Regions from separate parts of the Gossypium hirsutum genome. Here region 1 is linked to region 2. Evidence: chromatin contacts called from public Hi-C data. All regions are on one chromosome and are shown on one strand. The core of a region is the stretch at or near the end of the contact, and the rest is flanking DNA. Distances in the headings are between cores, read along the strand shown.

Region 1 (5,740 bases), core at 379-2,878, 300 kb after region 2:
AGACCAATTTACATCTCACCTTAATAGTTAATATGCAACAAACATGTATATGTATGTATATAAATGGAATGATCTCGAATCATAAAAGTACAAACTGAAACGTTTGTCACTCGTATACGACTCTCGTCTTTCCCTTCTCTCGCTATGGTCTGACGTCGTTTTTTGCTTCGTTTGGTAATTCAATAATAGAAACAACATCGGTTTACATCTAATTAACATTCAAATACATAGTCAAATATATTTTTCATTTTATTCAATTTAGTCTCTATATCTAAGCTACTTGTATTTTTTTTATATCTAACATCGGAACAAAATTCGATTTCACATTATTTCATTAGGGACCCTATACTTTCTGTTTATGACATAATTTCATGATAATTTTCAATTTATCAGTTTTTTCTTTAATGCTACCAAGTTATTTAACAAACTTATTTAGCTTTACAATTTAGTCTTTATCATGATCTAAGTTTATTAACTATCAAATTCAAGTCTAATTCATCAATTTCTCTATAATGAAAACTTGCTAAAAACTTAACAACAGAACAAAGTGATACATGGACCAGCTAACTCAAGCTCTAATGATAAAAAATCTATAAAAATTAAAGAAAACTAGCTTAATTACTTTATGAATTGGATGGCCCAATGTTTGTTTTTCAACCTTAGAGTTGTCTCTTTTTTTTTTCTCAACATGAATAGCATAAAATATGATGAATTCTCATCTTTCGTTCCAGTATGCTTATATTTATACTTTGATTAACTTAATTAACCATTATTAATTAATTAATTAATTAAGACATTTTATGTATTTTTATTATAAATTAAAACTAAATGGGATACACCATTATCATCTATGATAAAATGGTTAAATAACCATTTTGGTCCTTTGGATAATTGCTATCTAGGTCCCCAATCCTTTTCTAAATTAAAATTTAATAGCTATTGAAGTTTTACAATTCAGTCCTTACGCTTTAATTAACTATTTTCTCGGTTAAATTACTTAACTAAATTTCAATATATTTTCATGATAACTTCATTAATATTTATATTTCATCCTTATGGATTTGGTTTACAAAAATGGGGTTTCGAAACCGTTCTTTTCAATACCACTGCAAATCGAGCCGTTACAATTTTGTAGTTTACCTTTTTTTTTCTTTTTTTATTTGCTTAAGTGTTAATAATAGATGATGGCACTACAACATAAACATTTGGTGCTGATGTGGCACTGCCATGTCAATCCTTGATGATGATATGGCATCTATTAAAGACCATGTCAGTCTTGCCATTAAATACTAATAGTTAACATCAATCAAAGGCCTATTTGGCCAGTTTTATTTGTTCAGGGCTCAATTGGAACATCTAGTAGGGTTTTTTTTGTTTTAATTCTCTTATTTTGATGAAAGAAAAAAACGAGATAATGTCTTCTTTTCAAAGTAAAAAATGGGCATCCTCCTGCTCCAGCTTTAGATTTAGGTTGATGATGTATTAACTCTAGTAACTTTTCTCTTTCATGCTTGTATCACACCTTGTTTACTTACAAAGGGGAAAAAACACATTCTTTAAGAAAAAGAAAAAAGGCATACCCACACGTGCTTTTATTATTTAAGTAGCTTTTTACGTAAAAAGCTTTTGAAGTGAAAAATAGGAGCTAAAATATCAAACTTATCCCTTTTCTTACGTTAGCTTAGTGGACACCTTGCAAAGACCCAATCCACAAAGCTGAATCCGATGTAGAAAACTGTCCTAATCCTCAAACAACCAAATTTGCTTTTAAAATACAATTTGATCGGTAGTTGCTAAGTGGTGGCACCTTCGTCCATGCTTCACTCTTTGTCTTCTCTCCTTCTCTTCAACTTTCTGTCTTCTTCGATCTTTTTATCAATCAACAAATTGATCCATTCCCTTTTATCTCCCAGTAATTGAAGATGGTGGTTTTTGAAAACAAAGCTATTCCTAAGCTTCTTTTAGTGTGTCTCTTCGTCCAATTCTCAGTCTCCGCTGCTAATTTCTTCCAACCATTCAATGTTACGTACGACCACAGAGCTCTGATCATCGATGGTAAACGCCGTATGCTCATTTCTGGTGGAATTCATTACCCTCGTGCTACTCCTCAGGTACCATTTTTCTCCTTTCGACTCCTCCAACCATTTTTCAACTCTTAATGGAGTGATTTTCTTTCTATCTTTTTCTTCCAGTTTTTGAATTTCTTATGTTTTCCCAACTTGGGTTTTGCTTTTCAAGTTGGAAGATCAAGTTTTTTAAAATTTGAAATTTTAGGTGTAAAAGCTTGGTTTTTAGATAAGCATAAGTCTGTTACGCATGCTTTAGTTTGCATGTGGGATTCTCTCCTCTAGAAAGAAAGAAATTTATTAATTGTGTCTTTATCGGTGCTATATACGAATGAGAAATTAAGCCATGGCTGAACATTTTACTCTCCTTTTTTTCTAATACCTATATAAATTTCCCATCGTTGTCATATATTGTTGTTAATGTCATCAGATGTGGCCTGACCTGATTGCAAAGAGCAAGGAGGGTGGAGCAGATGTTATTGAAAGTTATACATTTTGGAATGGGCATGAACCAGTCAGAGGGCAGGTATGCTATTACTCTTTTGTGTCTAATCTATGGTAGATTGGTACTTACTGGGAATTCGTACTAGTTTTGACTCTTTTGGTTTAGTTAGAATCTTTATTTTTTTGTATGAATTGCTTTCTCAGTATAATTTTGAAGGAAGGTTTGATCTTGTCAAGTTTGTGAAGCTAGTGGGAGACAATGGACTCTATTTCCTTCTCCGTATAGGTCCTTATGTTTGCGCTGAGTGGAATTTCGGGTCTGACTTTGTTTTCCCATTCTAATTACTTATAAAATTATTTTCTGCTTTCTGCTGCTTTCTGTTTAATTTTCGTTCTGAATGAGGTTGATACATATTAACCAAAATAGTATTTATTTACAGAGGCTTTCCTGTCTGGCTGCGAGATATCCCTGGCATAGAGTTTCGAACAGATAATGAACCTTTTAAGGTATGGGATTTTGTGCGGATAAGAAAACTATATGTTGTTTCACCTAATAATTCTGAAATATGTAACGTTTTCCTTTTTGAAAAAAAATCTGTTATACCTCTAAGTTGAATATTTTAGGTTAATTTCCGCATGTAACAACTAGAGCATATTGAAATTTCTTATCGAATCAAAAGATTTTCTGTGCATTTTAGTTATTTTCAGCCCCTAGTTCCCATTGAAATAGGATATAGCAAAAGATGTGTTCCAAACACATGATAAACATCGATTGTCTGTCACAAATGTATTCATCATGTAAACTGTGGTTTTCTTAGCTTTTTTAGCCTTTGCCTTAAAGTGCAGATGCTTTCATTGTGTTTCTAGATTTTTTCACCTTTAGTGTTGTACTTTAATATGCACTTTCTGATGATATTTGACTGCCAAAGCTTTACCAATTTCTATATCCAGTTAATCACAACTCAGTTTTCATGAAGGGTGTGAACACATGTGCTAACAGATTAATATCTATCAAATTGCTGGTCACCCATACTCTCTTCTTTCTTGTCTTTTATTTATTTAGTCTGAAGTGTTTGAGTGGGGGCATGTTTCTAATCTTTGACTAATTATACTATGGAATTATCCTTTTTAAGTTTCCTTTTATGTTTGACTATATATATATATATATCAAAGTGCTTTTTACTATCTTGATCAAATATTGGTAGGATTATAATGATTTCTGGAGGTTGGCAAGTGAATTTCTCAAAATTTTAGTCATCTATCGGATGCTAGAAATTGAGATTTAACTTTGTATCAGTGGCCATAACAGCTCAATCTTTCTTTTGCGTGTTCATATTTTCTTGTTTTTCTCTCCAGAGGGAGATGCAGCGCTTTGTAACGAAGATTGTGGATTTGATGCTGGAGGAGAAGCTCTTTTCCTGGCAGGGTGGTCCTATTATCCTCTTGCAGGTTGTACTACAATCTAGACCTCTGTTTTATATGTTAAATAGAATAGTTGTTTCGATGAGACATAGGGATTAATTGCTAGCATGGATAAGCGCAACATTGGAATCAAATTGTCACTCCGGCCACTTTTAAACTAAATTTGAACTCGTTATATAGAAGAAAATATCATTTTGAGGAGTGAAAATATGTAGGAAGTTCCTAAACTACATTAGATATCAAATAATTCCTCAGCGATGAATGATCCTCAACAACAGCCACAGTGCTATGTCTAGTATTATCTTGTCTCTCAATACTACTTTATAAGTAAAGTTTAACATATTGTTTACTATAAAGTAATTTATTAGTAAACAAAAATTATCCAAGGTCTTATTTATTTCATTATCGATTTATTAGAACAACTTTGGCTATAGTTGAATATATTATATCATGTGAAGACTCTGAAATTTTTATCAGTAAACGAAGTAAGTGTTTTATTGGTTCTAATCATCTATCTTCTGGTTGATTTGGTATCAGAGCCACAAGTATTACATATAAAATATTTGTGTACTAGATATGCATGTTTGCTCATGCTTATAATCCGTTATAGATTTTTGGTTGTAAACACACGGTTAACTTACTTGTAGCATAGAAAGCTTAAATTTACTTTTAGGGACTAAAATAGAATTAAAACCCAATGCAAGGGAACATATCACAATAAAAATAATTCCATTTCTAAGAGACCAACTTAGTTGTTTATCCCCAAAAGAAAAATTGTCCTTGCCCAAAATATGGTATTATAGCTATTCTAGTGGCCATTTTACCTCTTGACAATTGTTAGATTGAACTCTCTAGTCTGTGAAATCTATCAATTACATATCTCACATCTATTAATTCTGACCTTCAGTTATATGGAGAAGAATATCATATGGTAATAGACTCATTTGATTTTAATTCTCTCTTAAATCCATGCGCATCCAAAGGTTGGAACAAGAATTACTTTTTCCCTAAGATTTCCTTAACTCGGATAATTTTATCAGATTGAGAACGAATATGGAAATATGGAGGGTTCATATGGCCAGAAGGGGAAAGAGTACGTCAGGTGGGCTGCTAACATGGCTTTGGGTCTAGGTGCTGGGGTTCCCTGGGTGATGTGCAAGCAAACTGATGCTCCGGGTGATATAGTAAGGTCCCTACCTTTTATTCTATGGTTGAGTTTCTATGCATTGCTTATGCATATCTAATCATGGAAGATGCCTTGATCTTTTCATTTTTAAAATTTCTAATTTTTTTACAACACTAAGATCTGAAACAACAAATCTGTGTTTATTCTTTCTTTAATTGTGCTTTACCTTCTTTTGTTTGTCTTCCTCTGTTTTCTGTTGCAGATAGATACCTGCAATAATTACTACTGTGATGGTTATAAACCAAATTCCCCTAACAAACCAACAATCTGGACAGAAAATTGGGATGGATGGTATGATCATGTCTAATGTTTTTATCTGTTTCTTTGTACTCCCTATTGTTCCTTTCTTCTTTTATTGCACTCTTTCCCTTTCGTTTCCCTCTATCCAGAAGGGGAGCATGTGGAGAAGGCAAAGGAAATTTTGTCAAGCACCTATGAAGGACATGTTTTCGGTTTGCCAAAAATAGAGGGAAAGTTGATAGCCACATCCTTGTGGCTCAGTGAACTACACTTTTGGTCTTTGTTTATGTAGGAGTTTTTTAAATTGGTGATAATTGCTACAATATTTCTGGTGTTAATTGTTCCAAAAATCCAAAGTTGGTTAAATATTTTGGTAGCATCG
Region 2 (5,661 bases), core at 1,503-4,002:
TTTCCAGAGAAACTGTTTCGGGAGAGATCCAATGACTCAAGCTCGGTTAAGCTTCCTAGTGCTGAAGGAATGGGGCCAAATAAGCCGTTGTAGGACAAGTTTAGCACATGGAGTGACTTGAGGTCTTGTACTTCTTCTAATATCCTCCCATGAAAGTTATTATTGGACAGGTCGAGACAGGTAAGGAGGGTTAAGATTTTCTGGTAAAAAATTTCAAACCCTCTATTCATAATTGTCACCGAATCTTTATAATAATAATTATCTCCAACATAACTTGGCTTAACTTTGTTGCCATCAATCACCATCATTCCCCTCAAAGACTGAAAAAAATCAACAGATACCTCACCTGAAAAGTTATTGTAAGCAAGATCCAGTATATGTAACATTGGGAAAGCATTTCCATCTTCGAAAAATTTAATCGAACCATAAATTCTGTTGGATCTTAGTATAAGAACCTTCAAGAGAGGCAGTTTCACTAACCAGTAAGGAAATGTGTCATGTATCATATTTTTCCCAAGATCCAAAACTTCAAGCTTTTTGCAATTGGCTAATGACCTTGGCAACTTCCCTTCCAAGTTGTTCCCGTTGATTTTGAGTGACCTTAGCTTATGAGTGGCTTGGAAGAATTCAATCGATAGTTGACCAGAAAAATTATTGGAAGCAATGTCTAATACATCCAATTTTGGAAAATTATTTTCCAAATGTTTAATTGGACCATAAAACCTGTTTGCTCGTAGTAGAACCATCAAGCCAGGCAACTTTCCCAACCATAAAGGGAATGTGTCGTGCAGAGTATTGTTTCCAAGGTTTACAGCATAGAGCATTGTGCAATTGGCTAATGACCTCGGCAACTTCCCTTCCAATTTATTGTCTTTTAGTTTAAGAGCGTACAGTTGGGTTGCTCCTCCAAAATCTGGTATGCTGCCACTAAAATTATTTTGCTGTAGATATAAAAAGCTGAGAGTATTGATATTTCCTAAGCAGCTTGGGATTGAGCCACTTAATTTGTTGAAGGATGCATCAAAACTCTGAAGTTGACTCAAATTACAAATAGGTGCTCGTAAAGAGTCTTGGTTCGATGAAAATTGGTCCAAAGATGTGAGAGAGTTGTTGGAAAGATTCAAAGACTGCAAACTTTTCTTCCACACCCAATTTGGTACTGCCCCACTTATTTTGTTATTTGAAAGGTCAAGATCTTCTAAGCTCTCTTGACTCTTTAGAAATGCTGGAAATGTACTTATATTACAGGATTGCAAATGCAACCATCTCAGCATTGGAAAGGAGGAAATTGCATCATCAAAAGCAATCTGATTTGGAATATCAATCCTATTGGAAGAAAGGTCTACCCATATAAGAGTGGTCTTCCACAACCAATTTGGATCAAGACCGTGGATTCGGTTGTTAGAAAGATGTAGGGAAGTTAATTTGTTTTGGCTTTTGATGAATTCTGGAAATTCAGTAAGGTTGCATGACCTTAGGGCTAGACCCTCTAATTGGGGAAAAGTAAGGCTTTTGTTGTGGCTTCCAATTAGCAAGCTCATGTTGGATAGGTCGAGAAACCTTAAGTTGTTGAGCTGGAAAAACATGTCGAGCTTTAATTGGTAATCACTAAAGCTGTTGTATCCAAGAGAGAGGGTTTGCAATGTTGAAAGAGTAAATAAAGAAGAAGGTATTGATCCAGAAAGGCGATTCCTAGACAAATCAAGATATGCAAGATTTGGCACTCCAGATCTATGAAATGGAGGGATTAAACCATTGAAATTGTTACCACTAAGATCCAATTCCACAAGGTTACTGAGATTTGCGATTGATGGTGGAATGGACCCAGAAATTGAGTTAAAGTTGAGGCTAAGTTTAGAAAGAGTTAAAACTCTCAACAATTTAAGATTACTGATTGATTCCGGTAATTTACCACTGAAATTAGTATATTGCAATGACAACACCTCCAAAGTGTTGTTAATTGGAAATTCTGGCAATTGGCCCATGAGACGAGAGTTGTCAGAAATATCAATTCTTTGCATTTTGGGCAATAAGAAAAATTCTGCTGGAAAATGCCCATTCAAATCGCAGTTGGACATGCTTAAAACACTCAGCTTGGGAAGTGACAGCGATGTGGTTTCGCACCATTCACTACTTTGACTTGAAATATTCACTCCATCCAAATACAACTCTCTGAGAGACCTCATTTTCTTTATCAATGTTTTGAAGTTCGGTTTCTCTAGTTTCAATGAAGCAGAACTTTGATCATTTCTCCAATAGCAATCATCTTGATAGGATAGGTTAAGAGAGACTAACCTTGTTAAGTATGAAATCCCTACCGGAATTTGGTCATGAAAACATGAGGCCGAGAGGTCAAGATGAGTTAAATTTGGGAGTTTGCCAAACCCATACTGAAACAGAGTGGTATTAAAATTGTTTGCAGCAAGATTAAGGCGTTGGAGATGGTGGAGATTGAAAATGGAGTAAAAGCTACCTGAAAGGTTTTGGTAACTGAGATCAATCCCAATGACATGACCAAGAGCATCACATGTAACTCCTTTCCAAGAGCAACATTGGGTGTTGGGATCCCAGAGCTCAAGTTTGGAAGAAAAAGTGAAGTTTGGGGCATAGTAGAGATGATGCTGCAATTGTAGGAGAGCAGACCTCTGGTCATCAAGGCAATGGTTTTGGAGATTAGTCTGAGAAGATGGGTGAAGGGAAGTGGAGGAGGAGAAGAGAAAAAACAGTGCAGTTAAGATGCCAAGATTCTCCATGTTTGGTGTTTAGATTTAGAATTTGATATGCACCATATTTATAGACAGCAACTTCAGATTACCATTAAAGTTGCCTTCATCTAATGGTGTTGTATTATTATAGATAGGGTCAAAATCGAAGTAAACCATTATTGTTTTAGTTTATGAATGAGGCAAGTATGTTTTCAATATCTTTCCTCACGGTTTACTAGTCAAAAGTCTAGATTATTCGCCCTAATTAATAACACAAAATTATAACAATAATATTATACATATATATTAAAGAAAAAAACACAACTTAAAATAGAAATAATATAAATATTATAATATAAATATTATAATACAAATAATATTGTTGGCACATTCATTTTATCATCTCAAAATTTTGGCTTGAAGTAATTAAGAAAGAGGATGATTATGACATTGAATTGGTCCAAGTCATTTTAAACGAAATTGAAGTCACAATGTGGTGACGGGAGGATAGGAAAAATATATATGGCTTTTTCAATCTCACATAGAAAACTATAGATTTCGTTGTGAGCTTTTCAATTTCATAATTAGTTTTTAAGGGATGATTCATTAACCTAAATAATACTTTTAAATCAAACTAATTAAATACTTTATCGTGTGGTTATTAGAAAAAAAAGGTATGAATTCAACCTAAATAATACTTTTAAATCAAACGTCAACATTATTTATGAGGAATAGCTTGTAAATAATAATTTTATTAATTAAAGATGTGGAAATTTTGATGAGGTTTTTTTAACCCAAGTTGAAATGAAAAAGTATGAGTTTGAGTCTTCTTTTTTTTTTAACGTGATATATGTGTTTTTTTCTAAGTGGTACTTATATTTGACAAAAGTTATATATGTTGGTACATAGAATTAATGGTGTTAACTTTTTTATGTTTAATTCAAATTTTATAGTTAATTTAATGAAAATTCATAATTAACTAATAATATTAGCAATTAATTTTTATCTAATCACCTTTAAAACTCGAATTAAATCACATACGTCGATTTGTATTTGACAAATTAAGTACAAAAGTAAAAAAATTCACAATTAAAACTAGATTTATTCTATTGACAAAATCATGAAAAAACCAAAACCTAATTAACAATTAAAATTCATCAAATTAACCCTAAACGCAAACTAAACACTAAAACATTAACACCGTTATTTTTTGGTATCAAAAAATATAATTTTTTGTCAAATATAGATATCACAATTGGACCAAAAAAAACATAGGTACCACATTAGAAAAAAGTTTCAAACTTGGGTACCAAATGGTATATTAAGCCTATTAAAATTACTAAATATTAAGTTGTTACCAAATGGTATATTAAGCCTATTAAAATTACTAAATATTAAGTTGTTAAGCTTAAAATATAGTTTAAAAAACACATATTAATAACATTTATCAAACTAAATTTATATTTTTTCAAATATAATAAAAGCTAATTATATTAATTGATTAAAAAATAAAAAAAATTATAAAATTATAAGTAAAATCAAATTTTAACAATTTTAACATTAAAAAATTAATTAAACAATATTTATAAAATAAATAACGTGTAAAAGATTATTAATAATATTATTTAAATTAGGTTTAAATATGTGAAAGGTGCTTGCGCTCTTTCGAAATTCAAAATTTAGTCCCTGTACTTTAATTTTGAGATATCGAGTCCCTAAAATTTTCTTATTTAAAAATCTTGGTCCCTCAATTTAATTTTGTCGTCAAAATTACCAATGTAAAAGGTAAAAATAATTCTTTTTAGCCCTCAACATTTACATTCTTTGTCAATTTGACCCTTACCCTTTGGAAGTACATAAATTTTTTTTAAAATATTATAAAAATAATTTTTTTATATTTTAAACAAAAAACATAAAATTTTAAAAACTATAATTTTATTTTAAAAATTTTAATTTTTTTAAAAAAAATTATGAAAAATAATAAAAGATCTTTAAATTTTAGAAAAATAAAAATGATTTTGAAATATAAATAAAAATTGCAAATTTCATTGTTATCTAAATCGGACTGGCCCGACTAGTCAGATCGGGAATCGGTTGGGGTATTGGTCCAATAAAAGGTAAAAAATCTATTGACCTACAAAATAGTATGGATTGATTGAACTGATAGTTGAATTGATTTCAAATCGGTTTGATCAATTGGTTCTAGAACAACCGGTACTATCTGTTTAAAGCAAATAAATTATTAAAATAAAAAATTATAAAATTAAAAAAATGGGTTCAATTGCTAATTCAACTAATTTTTTAGCCCAATTCAACCCATTTATATTGGTTAAAGTAACGGTTTTTAAAATTTTTAAACTTGTTTACATTTACAGTTTTTGTCAATTTGGTCCATACCCTTTAAGAGTACGTAAAATTTTTTAAATTAAAATTAAAAATTATTTTCTTCTTGTTTTAAACAAAAACATAAAAATTTTAAAAATTATAATGAAAAATAAAACTCTTTAAAATTCAAAAATAAAAAAATAAAATATTTTTTAAAAAATTAAAAAAAAATCCAAAATTTAATATTATTTGAAACGAATCCGATTAACATCCAAAAATATTATTCACCCGAAATCAAAAGACTTTCAAATATGTGACATATTTAGATATAAGGTATACGAGTCATGAAAATAAACATAATAATTGAAGATAAACATAGTATTTGATATGTAGCTTTTATAGTTAAAAACATATACTCCAATTGATTCCACATCTCAAACAATTGAATCATCAATCAGAAACCATACACATTAGAAAATATTATTTTGAAGAAAAAGAAACAACACCAAATCTAAAAACAAACTAGCAAAATCGAACCAAACAAAAATTTTCAATTTAGTTTATTCGGTTTTGTTCCCTAATTCAATTCAATTTATTCGATTTTCATGAATAATTTGATTTATTAAATTTT

What was found. A called contact is a pair of places that touch in the nucleus more often than the background predicts.
Region 1: a Hi-C map of leaf shows a contact between it and region 2, with 1.8 times the contacts expected there. The contact joins the promoter of LOC107914798 here to the promoter of LOC107915442 in region 2. A contact is called at or near these places in 7 of 34 Hi-C or Micro-C datasets (callus, hypocotyl, leaf and 1 more).

Annotation. Positions count from the first base shown.
Region 1 is chrD10:27,934,937-27,940,676 of Gossypium_hirsutum_v2.1, forward strand. It overlaps LOC107914798 (beta-galactosidase 9), which reads left to right and starts at 1,629. Exons shown (of 19, transcript XM_041102295.1): 1 at 1,629-2,111; 2 at 2,497-2,592; 3 at 2,715-2,827; 4 at 2,951-3,017; 5 at 3,867-3,959; 6 at 4,973-5,116; 7 at 5,321-5,409. The coding sequence starts at 1,923.
Region 2 is chrD10:27,630,153-27,635,813 of Gossypium_hirsutum_v2.1, forward strand. LOC107915442 (receptor-like protein 7) reads right to left here and starts at 2,753. Exons shown (of 3, transcript XM_016844602.2): 1 at 1-2,753. The coding sequence starts at 2,753.